Linked DNA regions of Mus musculus: region 2 is linked to region 1. The links are chromatin contacts, called in public HiChIP or PLAC-seq maps. All regions are on one chromosome and are shown on one strand. The core of a region is the stretch at or near the end of the contact, and the rest is flanking DNA. Distances in the headings are between cores, read along the strand shown.

Region 1 (7,594 bases), core at 2,470-4,969:
GTCAACTCTCTCCTTCCATCTCGTGGGTCCTGGGAACTGAAGTAAGGTTGTCAGGCTTGGTGGCAAATGCCTTTACCTGCTGAGCCACCTTGCTGACCTCGGAGTTACTCTTCTGGCTGACTACTCAGGGCATATATCTGAATTCAGAGAATGGGAGGTTCTGGATCATCTGTCTCAAGGCTTCTTTTCTTCTGGTCCCTGCTAGGTGCCCAAGGACCAAGTTCTTGACACAGTCTACCTGTTCCACATGCCCCGAAAACGAATGATTTCCCTACGATTCCTGGCCTGGTATTTTCTAGGTGAGTTGCTCTACCTTGTGCGCCCTACAGTAAGAACTGATTACAAGCAGAAAACATTCAGGGTGGAGACAGGGTAGATGGCTCAGAGGTGCTTGCTTGTTTCTTGTTTGGGGTTTTGTTTTTGTTTTTGTTTTGACACAGTGTCTCACTAAGTAGCTCTGGCTGCCCTGTAACTAGTTATGTTGAGCACTGGCTGCTCTTCCAGAGGTCCTGAGTTCAATTCCCAGCAACCACATGGTGGCTCACAACCATCTGTAATGGGATCCCATGCCCTCTTCTGGTGCGTCTGAAGAGAGAGACAGTGTTTTACTCACATAAAACAAACAAATAAATCTTAAAAGAAAACATCAGGGGCAGGGGATACAGCTCAGCTGGTAGAGTCCTTGTTGAGAGCTCAGCACCACATGGAAGTGGACACAGGCGGCAGGCCTGCCTAGAGTCACAACTCAGGAGACACAGAAGAAACAGAACTTTAAGGTTAGTCTCAGTACATAATGAGTTCAAGGCCAGCCTGGGCTACAAAAGGCCATTTTTGCTTTTAAAAAGGAGAGTAGAAAGCACCAGGAGGCGACACTTTCAGGTCTGTAAGTTTGAAGCCAGTCTGGGCAGTAGAGGAGATACTGTCTTAACAACGATAGCAAAAAGCTACAACAATCTCTCAGGAGGCAGAGGCAGGTGGATGTCTGAATTCGAGGCCAGTCTGGTCTACAGTCTCAGTTCCAGGACAGCCAGGGCTACACAAAGAAACCCTGTCTTCAAACAAACAAAAAATCTACAAGAACAACAAAACAGGAATCATTTTAGAATAAAGAATAGTTATTTCTCAAGTTAGAATTACCATTTTTTTCAGCTAATGGTTTTAGTTAGATCTATCACTAATTTAAGAAGACGTTTTCTGGGTCTGACGAGTTGGCTTAGAGCACCTACCACTGCTCTTGCAGAGGGCCCAGGATCAAGCCCCAGTGCTTAACATGATAGCTCACAACCGCTCACAACCGTGTGTAACCTCAGTTCAGGCAATCTGACACCATCTTTTGACCTTCATGGTCACCATGCACACCCATACATAGACCACGCAGGCAAAACAGTCAGTAAACATAAAATAAGAAAAGATGTTTCTAGGAGACTGCGTGGGAGTGTTGTGGGTGCCAGGATAGAGATGGGGTGCCTGCCGCCTTTGTGAGTTCCTTAAGTATCGGTGTACCCCAGACCTGAAGATTCAAGGTGAGACCCATGACAGCATTGAGGATGCCCGCACAGCCCTTCAACTCTACCGGAAGTATCTGGAGCTGAGCAAGAACGGCACCGAGCCCGAGTCCTTCCACAAGGTGCTCAAGGGTCTCTATGAGAAGGGCCGAAAGATGGACTGGAAGGTGCCTGAGCCTGAAAGCCAGACAAGTCCCAAGAGTAAGGCTGGGCTGAGGCGAGGGAAACTGGGCTGGGTAGGTGTTGCTGGCATATGTCGAGCTTGTATACCACCACCTCAGATTATAATACCCCTACCTGCTCCTGAAGTGTCTGACAGTTCACACATCACTCAGTGTTTCCAATAGTCAGTGAGAGAGACACTGGTGTAGCCGCTTGCTCAGGGAAATGTCCATGCCTTGCCCTACTTCCCTCATGCTCTTTCTGTATAGTGAGTGTCCTGGTGCCTCCTCTGCTCACCCTGGTCTCCGTGATTCTGTCTCCTAACAGATGCAGCTGTCTTCTCAGTGCTGGCACTGTGAGCTGCCTTCCCTTTCAGTGCTGTCCCCAGAACTGAGAGGTGGCTTCTCAAGTCGGCTTTACCCTGTCCACTTCCAGAACTGGATCTGCTCAGGGTCTACAGATGGTGCTATTAATAGAACTGGAAAGCAGCAAAATTGTTGCAAAGGTTCTAGCTGCCAGATTCCCCCTTTATCCTCTGCAAAACAGTGGGCCAGAAACAAAGCCTAAAGTGACCCAGGTGGAGTGATTGGTGTTCGTAATAAATATCCTGGGCAACTGATATCTGTACAAAAGAGCTCTAGAACCAGAACTCTCAGTTCCCAGTCTGCTAGAGAACTGAAGTCCTGGACAGTCACAGGGTACAGAGACCCAGGCAGCTCCAGCATCTAGCTGCTTGAGAGACGGTGGCTGGGTGGACCAGCTTGTAGAGTCTCAATGGGCCAATCAAACCGGTGTGCAGGAAGCTGAGCTACTGGCTTCATTCCTGACCACAGCTGAGAAGTATCTGTCTTCCATACATTCTATCTCGAGTTTTGTTTTATTTTTTAAAAATTTTGCTTAAAACAGCATGTTTTATAAAATAAAAGTATTTTTATCTCATTAGAAAACCGCTAGTGTGGGATTCTTTGGCTTCTTTCTTTCTTTGATTTGACTTCACCAAACAATGAGAAAATGAAAACTGTGTTTTCAGATCCACACCTAGAAATGAAGATTCTGAGTCCCAGAATGAATGGATCCAGGAGGAACATAGTTTTTTTGTTTTTTTGTTTGTTTGGTTGGTTTTTGGTTTGTTTTTTGAGACAGGGTTTCTCTGTAGCCCTGGCTGTCCTGGAACTCACTTTGTAGACTAGGCTGGCCTCGAGAACTCAGAAATCCGCCTGCCTCTGCCTCTCAAGTGCTGGGATTAAAGGCATGCGCCACCATGCCGGGCACCAGGAGGAACATAATTGTTCTTCCCCTGGACGGTGTTCGGTCTTTGCTGTAGTTGCCTAGCACCCTAAATACATAAAGCGATCACAAATCCCAGTTTATCTCAAGACCTTAAGGCGTGGTGTCAACCTGTTATCCTAACAGCGGAGCAGTTGAGAACCACAGTCCCCAACCAGCCTGCGATGGGGAGTTGAGTTCAAGGCATCCTGGGCTACATAGCAAGACACTGCTTCACTCATGACAGTACCTGCGGTGTGCCGAAAATTCAGAGAGGAATTGCTCTATTCACAGCGTGAGAGCTAAGAAGAATATTGACCGTAATATAACCCACACCCCCATCCTCAGAGGATAAATTAAGAGAAATCTCCAAGAACCTGCCTGAAAAGGCAGATAATACCAAAAATGATATTACCCAATACATACCTAATGACGATCATTTATTAATTTGGTACAAGAAGGAAGTTGTTTTAAAAACTAGTTTTTTTGTTTGTTTGTTTGTTTTTTTTTTAAGAAAGAAAAAGACCTGTAGCTACTGGCAGAGTGGTACTGCAGTGCTTCCTGGGAAATGTAGTTTGCTGTATCATGAAATCTTTGTGCATTGAAACCTAGGCTTCTCTCCCACTACTAATTGCATCTGTTTGCAAGTCCTAGCCCACCTGGACTGATGCAATTTCCCCAGGCACCCCATGCGCTCGGTCCTCACTGTAAGCTAGGCTACCTTTGTTCTTTGGTTGGTCACGTGAACCAATTCGCCACGCAAGTCTGGGTCCTCAAGTCTTCCAAGGGGTCCTCGCTGCCTCGGAGGCGCTCCTAAAGCTGCCTGCTCGCGCGAGAGTTTGGAGGGGCGGGCTTAGGGTCAGTTTCGGTGGGGGGCTCGCACGGGACCCTCAGATCTCCGCTTAGGTGCCTAGTTAAGTGCGGGAAGCTGGGCCAGGCGGTCACTGGCCACCCTGAACCTGGCGGGAGCCGGAGCGCTCTGGAGAAGCCGGGACAGCCCCGTTTTTCCCAGCCAGCTGCTAGGGTTGGGACCCACAGAAAACAAAGTGAGAGTCCGGCTGCTTTCCAGAGCCTGGGCCACGGCGGCGGCCGTGGGAGCAGAGGTGGGACAGATGCGAGCGTCAGAGGCTGTGGGCGCACTGAGGTTGGGAATGGACCCGAGCAAAGCGATGGCGGAGTCCTTACAAAAGGGGCTGGTCTGTCTGCACGGGAGCTACTTACATTCTAGAGATGGGGATTCCGGAACCCTTGGTGCTAGGTCCACATAGGCCCTGGTTATGGAGTGTGCTCGCTGGCTTCATGGCCTGACTGGTTCCTTGCTGGCAGCTCCTTTCTGCCCGTCATTCTCACGTAATCGATAACCTCCATCTCAAAGCTACTGCATAGCTCTGTGAGTCCTCAGTGTCCTCAAAGTATCAAAACCCAGGCCCTCACCTGTGGAGGACATAGTTTCTGGATCTGAGTCCCAGTCCCGAGCTCTCACTCCCTATTCCCCCATCCCGAACTCCGGTCCCTCGGGTGTTTGTAACGAGGTTTTTTCCTGGAAAACAATCCGAATCACACCAAGGCCTCTGAAGGCCTTGGAATGAGGGGTGACGGTCATGGGGGAAATGGATCGCTCTCCTCACACCTGTGTTTCATTTTCATACAAATCCAGGTGGAGCGACCCTGTTACACTAAAGATGAAAGGCTGGGGTTGGCTAGCCCTACTTTTGGGGGTCCTGCTGGGAACTGCCTGGGCTCGAAGGAGCCAAGATCTACACTGTGGAGGTAAAAGCACGAAGACCAGTGGAGAAGTGGGAGGAAGATGACCCGTGGGAGTCATGAGATCCAAAGCTTGGAACAAGGATGGATAGAAAAACCCTCATTCCCCTCACCATCCCCACTCCCTGTTCTCTTCCCTGACACCAGCTTGCAGGGCTCTGGTGGATGAATTAGAGTGGGAAATTGCCCGCGTGGACCCCAAGAAGACCATTCAGATGGGATCCTTCCGAATCAATCCAGATGGCAGCCAGTCAGTTGTGGAGGTAATTTACTATCCCTCAAATAAAGTAGCTCACTCGGGCTTAGAGTATGAACTTGTTCGAAGAGAAGAAAGCAGGAAGTCATTCGACCTGTAATGATAATGATCTCAACCCTCAGAGGCGGGACCAGAAGGATCTTTCTGAGTTCTAGTTCTGGTCTACCCCATAGAATTAGGTACTGTCTTCGAAAAGAAAAGAAACAGCCTGGTGTGATGGTACATATCATTAATCCCAGCAGAGGCAGGCTGATCTTGAATTTGAGGCCAGCCTGGTCTACAAAGAGAGTTCCAGGACAGCCAAGGCTGTTATAGAGAGAAACCCTATCTCAAAAAACCAACCAAACAAACAAACAACCAAGGAGCCAGAACATTGATTGTGTATCAGAAGGACTGGGCTCTAAGCCACTTATGGTATTTGCATGCCTGTAATCCTAGTACACAAACAGCAGAGCAGTTGGGTTCTGCCTATCTGGAAGAGCCTGGAAAGTTATAACCACGTATTTCTTTGCCCCAAACCTCAATTAATTGTTTCTGCTGTAGAAGTTAGGTCTTGATTAGTCTGTTTCTCCTCATCCCCAGTCCGCATGTCTCTTGTTTCACTATAGCAGTATTGTATATATACATTTATTTAAAAAAAGAATAAGAGGTCTTGTCCAGCTGGGAATGTAGCTCAGTTGATAGAGTGCTAGCCTCGCATGCACAGAACCCTGTGTTTGGCCCTTAACATCCCATAAACCCAGCATACTGGTACACTCCTGTGATGCCTGCCCTCAAAGTCTTCCCTGGAGCTAGAGAGATGGTTCCGTGGTTAGGAGAACATGCTGCTGTTGCAGAGGACTTGGCTCAGATTCTAGCACCCATGTAGTGGCTCATAACTCATTCTGGGGAATCAAACATTTCCTTCCGGTGTCTGTGATCACCAGGCATGTATACATGCAAGCAAACACTCGTGCATAAAATAAAAATAAATCATTTTTTTAAAAAAAGTCTTTGTATTCAAGAAATTTATATTAGCTAGAAGCATAAGTTAAAGCTATACCTAGTAAGAAATATGCAAGGAAATTTATTTTAATGATTGATTTATTTTTACTTTATGTGGATTGGTGTTTTGCCTGAATCCATGTCTGTGTGAGGGTGGAGTTAAAAACAGTTGTGAGGGCTGGTGAGATGGCTCAGTGGGTAAGAGCACCCAACTGCTCTTCCAAAGGTCCGGAGTTCAAATCCCAGCAACCACATGGTGGCTCACAACCATCCATAACGAGATCTGACTCCCTCTTCTGGAGTGTCTGAAGACAGCTACAGTGTACTTACATATAATAAATAAATAAATCTTAAAAAAAAAAAAAAAAGCCAGGCGTGGTGGCGCACGCCTTTAATCCCAGCACTCGGGAGGCAGAGGCAGGCGGATTTCTGAGTTCGAGGCCAGCCTGGTCTACAGAGTGAGTTCCAGGACAGCCAGAGCTACACAGAGAAACCCTGTCTCGAAAAACCAAAAAAAAAAAAAAAAACAGTTGTGAGCTGCCATGTGTAAACCCAGACCCCTGGGAAATCAGCCAGTGTTCCCTAAACACTGAGCCATCTCTCCAGTCCCATCAAGGAAACATTTCTGTGACGCATGTTGGTGTGCTGTCATCGAAACCTATACCCCCTCTTTACATTTTTGTTTGGTTGGTTTTTTATTTTATTTCCAAGACTCTGCAGCCCTGGGTGTTCCAAGGAGCTCACTATGTAGAACAGGCTGGCCTTGAACTTACAGACATCTGCCTACCTCTGCCTCCTGGGTACTGGAATTAAAGGTGACAATATATCTGGCTTTTAATGTTATTTTAATAAATAATAAATATCTATGTCCACAAAAAAAAAACTAAACAAGTTCACGGGGGGAAAAAAACCATAGTTCATTATAGTTGATCAAAGTGGTTTTTGCCTATAATTCGGAGCTAAGGATATTGGTGCGTGTTTTATAATCAGGCAAAATAGGATTGTACATTTGCCTGGAGTGCAGGTTGTGAGTTACGCTGTGCACTGCTGGTTCTTGGAAGTTAATAGGGATTCTCGGGGACACAGATTGGGAGTTGGGGGTAGATTTCTATGAGTTCAAGGCCAGCCTGGTCTACATAGTTGCAGGCCACCAACCAAGGCTACAGGGTGAGACCCTGTTCCAAAGGATGGGCAAACAAAATGTGCACATTTGAAAGTAACTTGAGAGGAAGAAAGAATGGGCAGATGTCGCCACAGGATATCATTAGGGAAGGTTTCTTTGTTTTTAGAATGAGTTGTTTGAGCTAGATTCGAAAGGAAAGGAAAGAGTTCAAATGAGTAACATCTGAGGTAGAAGGGAGTGACCAAAGGCTGAGTTCATTTCTAGGTACCTTATGCCCGCTCAGAGGCCCACCTCACAGAGTTGCTTGAGGAGGTGTGTGACCGAATGAAGGAGTACGGGGAACAGATTGACCCTTCTACCCACCGCAAGAACTACGTACGCGTCGTGAGCCGGAATGGAGAATCCAGTGAACTAGACTTACAGGGCATCCGAATTGACTCAGATATCAGCGGCACCCTCAAGTTTGCGGTGAGTTACCGCTGTGCCGTGAGTAGCTGTTTCTTGGGAGTTATAGGGATTCCCTGGCACAGGATG
Region 2 (7,594 bases), core at 2,451-4,950, 310 kb before region 1:
TATACAGAGAAACCCTGTCTCTGTCTCGAAAAACCAAAAAAAAAAAAAAAAAAAAAGATAGATAGATAGATTTTTAAGAGTTTGAACATGATAACTGCATGGACAATACTTACTTCCCCCGTAAGACATGTATTATTAAATGAATATCTCAGTTGCAGGTGTTGTATACCTTCTTCTGAATTATTGGTGGTCAGATAGACTTCAGAGTCCCCAAAAGAACTATTGTCGAGGCGGGAGTGATCTGCGAGCGAAACCTACACCATGAGTCTCCTCAATAAATCCAAGAGTGAGATGACCCCAGAGGAGCTGCAGAAGCGGGCGGAGGAGGAATTCAACACAGGTCCCCTCTCAGTGCTCACGCAGTCGGTCAAGAACAACACACAAGTGCTCATTAACTGTCGCAACAACAAGAAGCTGCTGGGCCGGGTGAAGGCCTTTGACAGGCACTGCAACATGGTGCTGGAAAATGTGAAGGAGATGTGGACTGAGGTTCCCAAGAGCGGCAAGGGCAAGAAGAAATCCAAGCCTGTCAACAAGGACCGCTACATCTCCAAGATGTTCCTGCGCGGGGACTTGGTCATCGTGGTGCTGCGGAACCCACTCATCGCTGGCAAGTAGAGCCTGCTCCCTGCCCTGCGAAGGCCTGCAGAACCCTGCCCAGTGGGCGAGAAATAAAACCCTGTGCTTTTTGGTAAAAAAAAAAAAAAGAACTATTGTCATTGCTCAGCAGGACCAGGTGGTGAGACCCTACTGCTGATGATATGGTTATCTGCAGGAGACCTGCATACAGTCAACAAGATCAGTTAACATTGTAACAGACAGCACTAATTAGACCCAGTGGATCACAATAAATAACAGAAAGGAGAAACATGAAGGGGAAGGTGATATGTTAGGGGCACCTGGGGAAAATGGGAGAGAAGAGTCAGGGTGCCTATATTCAAGATATCTGGTTTAGAGGCTGGAGAGGTAGCTCAGTGAAGAGCACTTATTAGTCCTCCAGAGGACCCTGGTTCAATTCCCAGCACCCACATCATGACTACACTATTTATAACTCCAATCCCAGGGAATCTAATGCCCTCTTCTGGTCTCCTTTGGTACCAGGCCTGTAAGTGGTACACAGACACACATACAGGCAAAACACCCATAGACATATAAGTAAACAGTTTTTAAAAGATATATTGTTTGCATGTATGCAGATGACAAAGAATAAGCAAAAGGTATGCTAGTAAAAAAATAAAATTGGGACTGGGCGGTGGTGGCGCACACCTTTAATCCCAGCACTTGGGAGGCAGAGGCAGGCAGATTTCTGAGTTCGAGGCCAGCCTGGTCTACAAAATGAGTTCCAGGACAGCCAAAGCTACACAGAGAAACCCTGTCTCGAAAAACCAAAAATAAATAAATAAATAAATAAAATAAAATAAAATAGAGACTGGGAGGTGGTGGTGCACACCTTCAATCCCAGCACTTAGGAGTCAGAGGCAGGCAGATTTCTGAGTTCGAGGCCAGCCTGGTGTACAAAGTGAGTGCCAGGACAGCTAGGGCTACACAGAGAAACCCTGTCTCGAAAAAAAACAAAAAACAAACAAATAAATAAATAAAATTGGGGTTGGAGAAATAGCTCAACAGCTAAAAGCACTGGCTGTTCTTCTAAGACTCAGATTCGATTCCCAATACCCACATGGTGGCACTCACAACCATCTGTAACTCCAGTTCCAGGGAGTCTGATAGCCTCTTAACTTCTGTGGGTACTGCATGCACATAATGAACAAACATACATGCAGGAAAATACCCATACTTATAAAATAAATAAATCCTGAAAATATAGAAAACACATTATAGCCCAGAAATATGTATAATGCTGTATGTTATTTAAAATAATAACCAGCCTGGTGGCATACACTAATGATCTCAGCACTTGAAACACAAAGGGAGGAGACTCTCCAATTTGAGGCCAACCTAGGCATCAAAGTGAGACTCTGCCTTTTTTTTTTTTTTTTTTTTTTTTGGATATTTTACTTATTTACATTTTAATGTTATTGCCTTTCTGCAAACCCCCTATCCCATCCCTCCTCCTCCCTGCTTCTATGAGGGTGCTCCACCTACTCCCACCTCCCTGCCTTTGGGGCATCAAGCCTTCACAGGACCAAGGGCCTCTCCTTTCATTGATGCCTGACAAGGCTATCCTCTGCTACATATGCAGCTGGAGACTCAAGTCCCTCCATGTGTATTCTTTGGTTGGTGGTTTAGTCCCGGGAGCTCTGGGAGGTCTGGTTGGTTGCTATTGTTCTTCCTATGAACTTGCAAACCCCTTTAGCTCCCTCAGTCCTTCCCCTAACTCCCCCATTGGGGTCCTCATGCTTTAGTCCGATGGTTGGCTTCAAGTATCTGCCTCTGTATTTGTTAGGCTCTGGCAGAACCTCTCAGGAGACAGCTGTATCAGGCTCCTGTCAGCAAGCACTTCTTGGCATCACCAATAGTGTCTGGGGAAGACTCTGCCTTTTAAAAATGCATATTTAAAAGAGTAAAATGCAAAAATGTCAATGCAAAATTAAACAAACACGACAAAAGAACTCTGACCTATTCTTGCAACCATTGTTCAAAAGAAAATAAGTTATGTCTTGTTTTTTATTGTTTTGTTTTGTTTCTTGAGGCGGGGTCACAGAACTCACTCTATAGAACAGGCCTCAAAAGCATAGATACACCTGCCTCTGCCTCTGGAGCGCTGGAATTTAAAGTCCTGCATAGCCACTGCCCAGCTAAAAACTAAGTTCTTAAGTGTAATTTTACCAAATGGTGCAAGAAATAAACCTCTGTCTGACAGTTTTGCAGAAAATCAAACTGTTCTCCCCAGTGATGGTCTGGTTCAGATAACAACCCCGGAAACAACTGGTCCAAAACATCAATTCACTACTAGTCAACAACTTCACTAATTTTCTTCCAATTTTGTTCCAACAAGAGAAAGTAAAACATGTCTCCCCACTTCCAGTTAGATTACGAACAGACTCCAATCAGAACCACTAGGCGACGGCTCTTTTCCCTGAGCACCCCCAACCCCGTCCCTTTTTATTATTTATTTTCTCTGAAATTCCCACATTCCTGTGAGCCTTTGCATCTGTACTTATGTACCAAAGGTGTAAAATGGTGGTTGGCTCACTTGCCATGGAAAACTCAGACCAAACAGCCGTTGATTTTTCTCATGCGGTCTTCATTTCGAATACTGAATATAGTAACTCTATGACAATTTTTCAAAATCTCTTTATGAGATATTGGTAATATCTCTAAAATATTCATCTTTTGCAAAGGACTTGTTAAAATCTTACTATTGGCCGGGCGGTGGTGGCACACGCCTTTAATTGCACTTGGGAGGCAGAGGCAGGCAGATTTCTGAGTTCAAAGCCAGCCTGGTCTACAAAGTGAATTCCAGGACTATACAGAGAAACCCTGTCTCGGGGGGAAAAAAAGAATCTTGTTATTACTAATCAAAATCAATATGCTAAAGGTCTCTCCTTTTCGGGGACAATCCTGTTGTTAAATGGATAGGTTTTCAGAGCCCGGAAGATGCAGATGGACTCTAAAAGGAGCAGTAGGAGTCGTCTACACCTGCGAGATCTGCAAGAACTACAATTCCCAGCAGTCCCTCCGGCGGCGCAGGTCCATGCGCGCGCAGGGATGGAGGCCTGTCTTGTTCCCGCCAATTCTCGTGTCAGTCCTGTCCGGGTCTAGTTCTTTACTTCATGGAGCCATTTGATCCTGCGGAGCTGCCGGAGCTACTCAAGCTTTATTACCGAAGGCTCTTTCCCTACGCCCAGTACTATCGCTGGCTCAACTATGGCGGAGGTGATGGAGGCTGGGACGGGATGGGTAGCGGGGCTGGGAGCCGTGTGTGAGAATACTTTGGGCGGGATGTCCTAGGAAGAAGAGAGGCACCTTCTTCACCAATGACAGGCAGCGTCCTTGGAATATTTACAGCTCCTGTTTATTGCTCCCTAGCAAATGTGAAATTGTATGCCCCTTCAGATTACAGGCTATCTAGAACAGAGCTGGGCACAGAGCACTCGTTAAAAATATTCCAGAGAGCCTAGTAGCTCATACCTATAATCCTTACATTCTGGAGATTGGGGCATGTGGATTTTCATGAGTTCAAGGCGAGCCAGGGCTACATAGTAAGCTCTAGAGCAACCTATTCTACACAATAAAACCCTGTCGTTTAAAAACTTATGTCAGGCTGGGCGTGGTGGCACACGCAGAGGCAGGCGGATTTCTGAATTCGAGGTCAGCCTGGTCTACAGAGTGAGTTCCAGGACAGCCAGGGCAACACAGAGAAACCCTGTCTCGAAAAACCAAAAAAAAAAAAAAAACAAAAAAAAAACGAACATATGTCTTCCCATTAGTTAAGGTTTTAGTTAAGGTTACATTATGCCCTAAACTGGAGTTAAAATTATTTTGCAGTGACAAAGAATTACTTTCAACACCGTGAATTTTCATTCACACTGAAAGATGATATTTACATTCGCTACCAGTCCTTCAACAACCAGAGTGAACTGGAGAAGGAGATGCAGAAAATGAATCCATATAAGATTGATATAGGCGCAGTATATTCTCACAGAGTAAGGAATCTTTTTTTTCTTTTGTATTTTGTTTGTATCTTTTTTGTGTGTTTATTTTATAAGCCAGAGTGAGTTCTTGCCCCCAAGTTTTGAAGGTAATGTTTTAGAGTGTATTATTGTTGATGAAACGCACCTTTTTTTCAAATTAATTTTAACACTCTATAGACTGAAAATCACTTGGCTGAAAATACCTTGCCTTCTTCCTAGGTTTAGAAGAAAAGGTGAGCATTGGGCTGGAGTGTAGCTCAATTGATAAGAGTGCTTGCCTGGCATGCATGAACGGTTGGATTCCATTCCTAAGAACACATAAACCAGGTGTAATGGGCATTGTCTCTAATCCCAGCATAAAGGAGGGAGAGGCCAGTTTGAAATACATGAGACCATGTCTTTTTTTTTTTTTAAGATTTATTTATTGTTATATGTAAGTACACTGTTGCTGTCTTCAGACACACCAGAAGAGGGCATCAGATCTCATTACAGGTGGTTGTGAGCCACCATGTGGTTGTTGGGAATTGAACTCAGGACCTCTGGAAGAGCAGTCAGTGCTCTTAACCATTGAGCCATCTCTCCAGCCCCAGTACGTGCCTTTTATTGCCTGTTCTGATAGGTATTGATGGACCCTTACAATACCCCTGGTCTTCAGTTGTGAGGGGAGCTATGATTTTCCTGAATAACCTGTGCTTTTTTTTTTTTTAATATGATATTTCTGAGGCTTTCAATGATTTATCATTAAACTCTCTTTGCAATCTTAACCCGCTCACACTTGCACACAATCCCATTTTAATCTTCCTGCTCTGCCTCCCGAGTTGCTGGAACTGTAGGTGTGTACCAAAGCACTCACCAACGGGTGTGATGTTTCACTGAGAAGTGACTTGGCTGAGCCATATTCTCAGAGACTCTTTGAGCTAAGTTCGCCTAGGTCTTTGTCAGGATAAAATCTCCACTAACATAGGAACTTTTGTTTAGTCACTGATCTATCCCTAGAGCCTAGAACGATGCCCACATATGCTCAGATTCTTCTGAAAGGAATCTAGTCTCCTGCCTAGGTTATCAGTGAAAGCCAACAGATGTGAGGAGAAAGTCCTGAGTCTCTGGATAAAGAGATGGCTCCACAGGAAAAGCATTCGGTTTGGACCTGAGTTCAAACCTCCAGCATCCACATAAAAGCTGGTTACATCTACGCTCGCACCTATAATGTGTGTGCGGGACAGAGGCAGGAGACACTGGGGCTTGCTGGTAATCAAGGGCAGCTTGGGCTACATGAAACCCTGTCTCAAAAACAACAGAGACTCATTTGAGGAGATATCTTTTAATATGTTGAAGGGATCTAAAATAATTATGTATGTGTTACTTGTGTGTACTGTAACAAGGAAAGACTTGTAAAATACTCTGTAATAGGAATTATTTGTATATACATTCACTTATTAGAAACTTCACATAGCTTTGTCACTTCTATCAAGCAACATACACTTAGAGTTAAATCATTACACCTGGGCTGGTGAGATGGCTCAGTGGGTAAGAGCACCCGACTGCTCTTCCGAAGGTTCAGAGTTCAAATCCCAGCAACCACGTGGTGGCTCACAACCATCCGTAACAACATCTGATGCCCTCTTCTGGAGTATCTGAAGACAGCTACAGTGTACTTACATATAATAATAAATAAATCTTTAAAAAAAAAATCATTACACCTTATTTTAAGTCGATAAAAAAAAAACTATCATCAATTCAGGTTGTATGAGATCCAAGCTGTCTAAAGTATCCTAGGTGTGGTATTATGCGGCATCTTTGACTTACTCACCGTGTGAATAGACGTGGGCATCTCTTACAGAGCCTGATGGCTGTTTGTATTCTTAGCCCAATCAACACAATACAGTGAAGCTGGGAGCTTTCCAGGCCCAGGAGAAAGAACTGGTCTTTGACATCGACATGACAGACTACGATGACGTAAGGAGATGCTGCAGGTAAGCGCCCTCCTGCTGGGGTAAGTGACAGTCACTGGCAGTGAGTAATGACGGCTTTGTTCCAGTTCTGCAGACATATGTTCCAAATGCTGGACTCTCATGACAATGGCCATGCGCATCATAGACCGGGCATTGAAGGGTATGTGTCAGTGTGTCCTTCGTGTCAGTGTGTCGTGAGTGTCAGTGGGTTGTGGGTGTCAGTATATCTGTCATATGTGTCATGTGTGTCAGTGTGGTGTGTCTCCGTATGTCAATATGTTGTATGTGTCAGTGTGGTGTATGTGTCAGTGTGGTGTGTGTTATGTGTGTCCATGTGTTATATCACTGTGTTGTATGTATCAGTGTGGTGTATCAGTATGTCATGTGTATCAGTGTGTTGTGTGTGTCTGTGTTGTGTGTGTGTTTTTGTGTGTCATTGTGTTATGCTCTCAGTCTCTGTATTTCATTATCAGATCACATATATTTCTTTCTTTTTTTTTTTTTATAATTTATTTATTGATTATATGTAAGTACACTGTAGCTGTCTTCAGACACCAGAAGAGGGCATCAGATCTCATTACGGATGGTTGTGAGCCACCATGTGGTTGCTGGGATTTGAACTCTGGACCTTCAGAAGAGCAGTCGGGTGCTCTTACCCACTGAGCCATCTCACCAGCCCCTTTTTTTTTGTTGTTTATTTTTTTGTTTGTTTGTTTGTTTGTTTTTAGATTTATTTATTTTTATTAAGTACACTGTAGCTATCTTCAGACACTCCAGAAGAGGGAGTCAGATCTCATTACGGATGGTTGTGAGCCACCATGTGGTTGCTGGGATTTGAACTTCAGACCTTCGGAAGAGCAGTCAGATGCTCTTACCCACTGAGCCATCTCACCAGCCCCACATATATTTCTAATATTTTCCCCTGAAACATAAGAGGAAAAAGAAAAGAGAAAAAATTAGTATTGAAAACATTAATACAGCTGTTGAACAAACTAGTTTACCTTCATGAAAAGAACAGTCTTACCCAGGCTGCCTTTAAACTCGCTG

Evidence for each region. HiChIP or PLAC-seq counts read pairs in DNA pulled down with a chosen protein or histone mark.
Region 2: a contact with region 1 is called in an H3K27ac HiChIP or PLAC-seq map of embryonic stem cells, with 5 read pairs. The contact joins the promoter of Prim1 here to the promoter of Cnpy2 in region 1. A contact is called at or near these places in 2 of 39 promoter capture datasets (the C10 cell line and liver), 1 of 115 datasets of contacts at active chromatin or transcription factors (embryonic stem cells) and 3 of 9 other capture datasets (adipose tissue, liver and pancreatic islet).

The regions. Positions count from the first base shown.
Region 1 is chr10:128,318,740-128,326,333 of GRCm38.p6, forward strand. Cnpy2 (canopy FGF signaling regulator 2) reads left to right here and starts at 3,720. Exons shown (of 6, transcript NM_019953.1): 1 at 3,720-4,036; 2 at 4,591-4,703; 3 at 4,845-4,960; 4 at 7,325-7,528. The coding sequence starts at 4,616. It overlaps Pan2 (PAN2 poly(A) specific ribonuclease subunit), which reads left to right. Exons shown (of 26, transcript NM_133992.3): 24 at 206-299; 25 at 1,509-1,706; 26 at 1,995-2,619. The coding sequence ends at 2,026.
Region 2 is chr10:128,011,515-128,019,108 of GRCm38.p6, forward strand. It overlaps Prim1 (DNA primase, p49 subunit), which reads left to right and starts at 3,701. Exons shown (of 13, transcript NM_008921.2): 1 at 3,701-3,837; 2 at 4,450-4,607; 3 at 6,462-6,568; 4 at 6,634-6,707. The coding sequence starts at 3,735. It also overlaps the pseudogene Gm10120.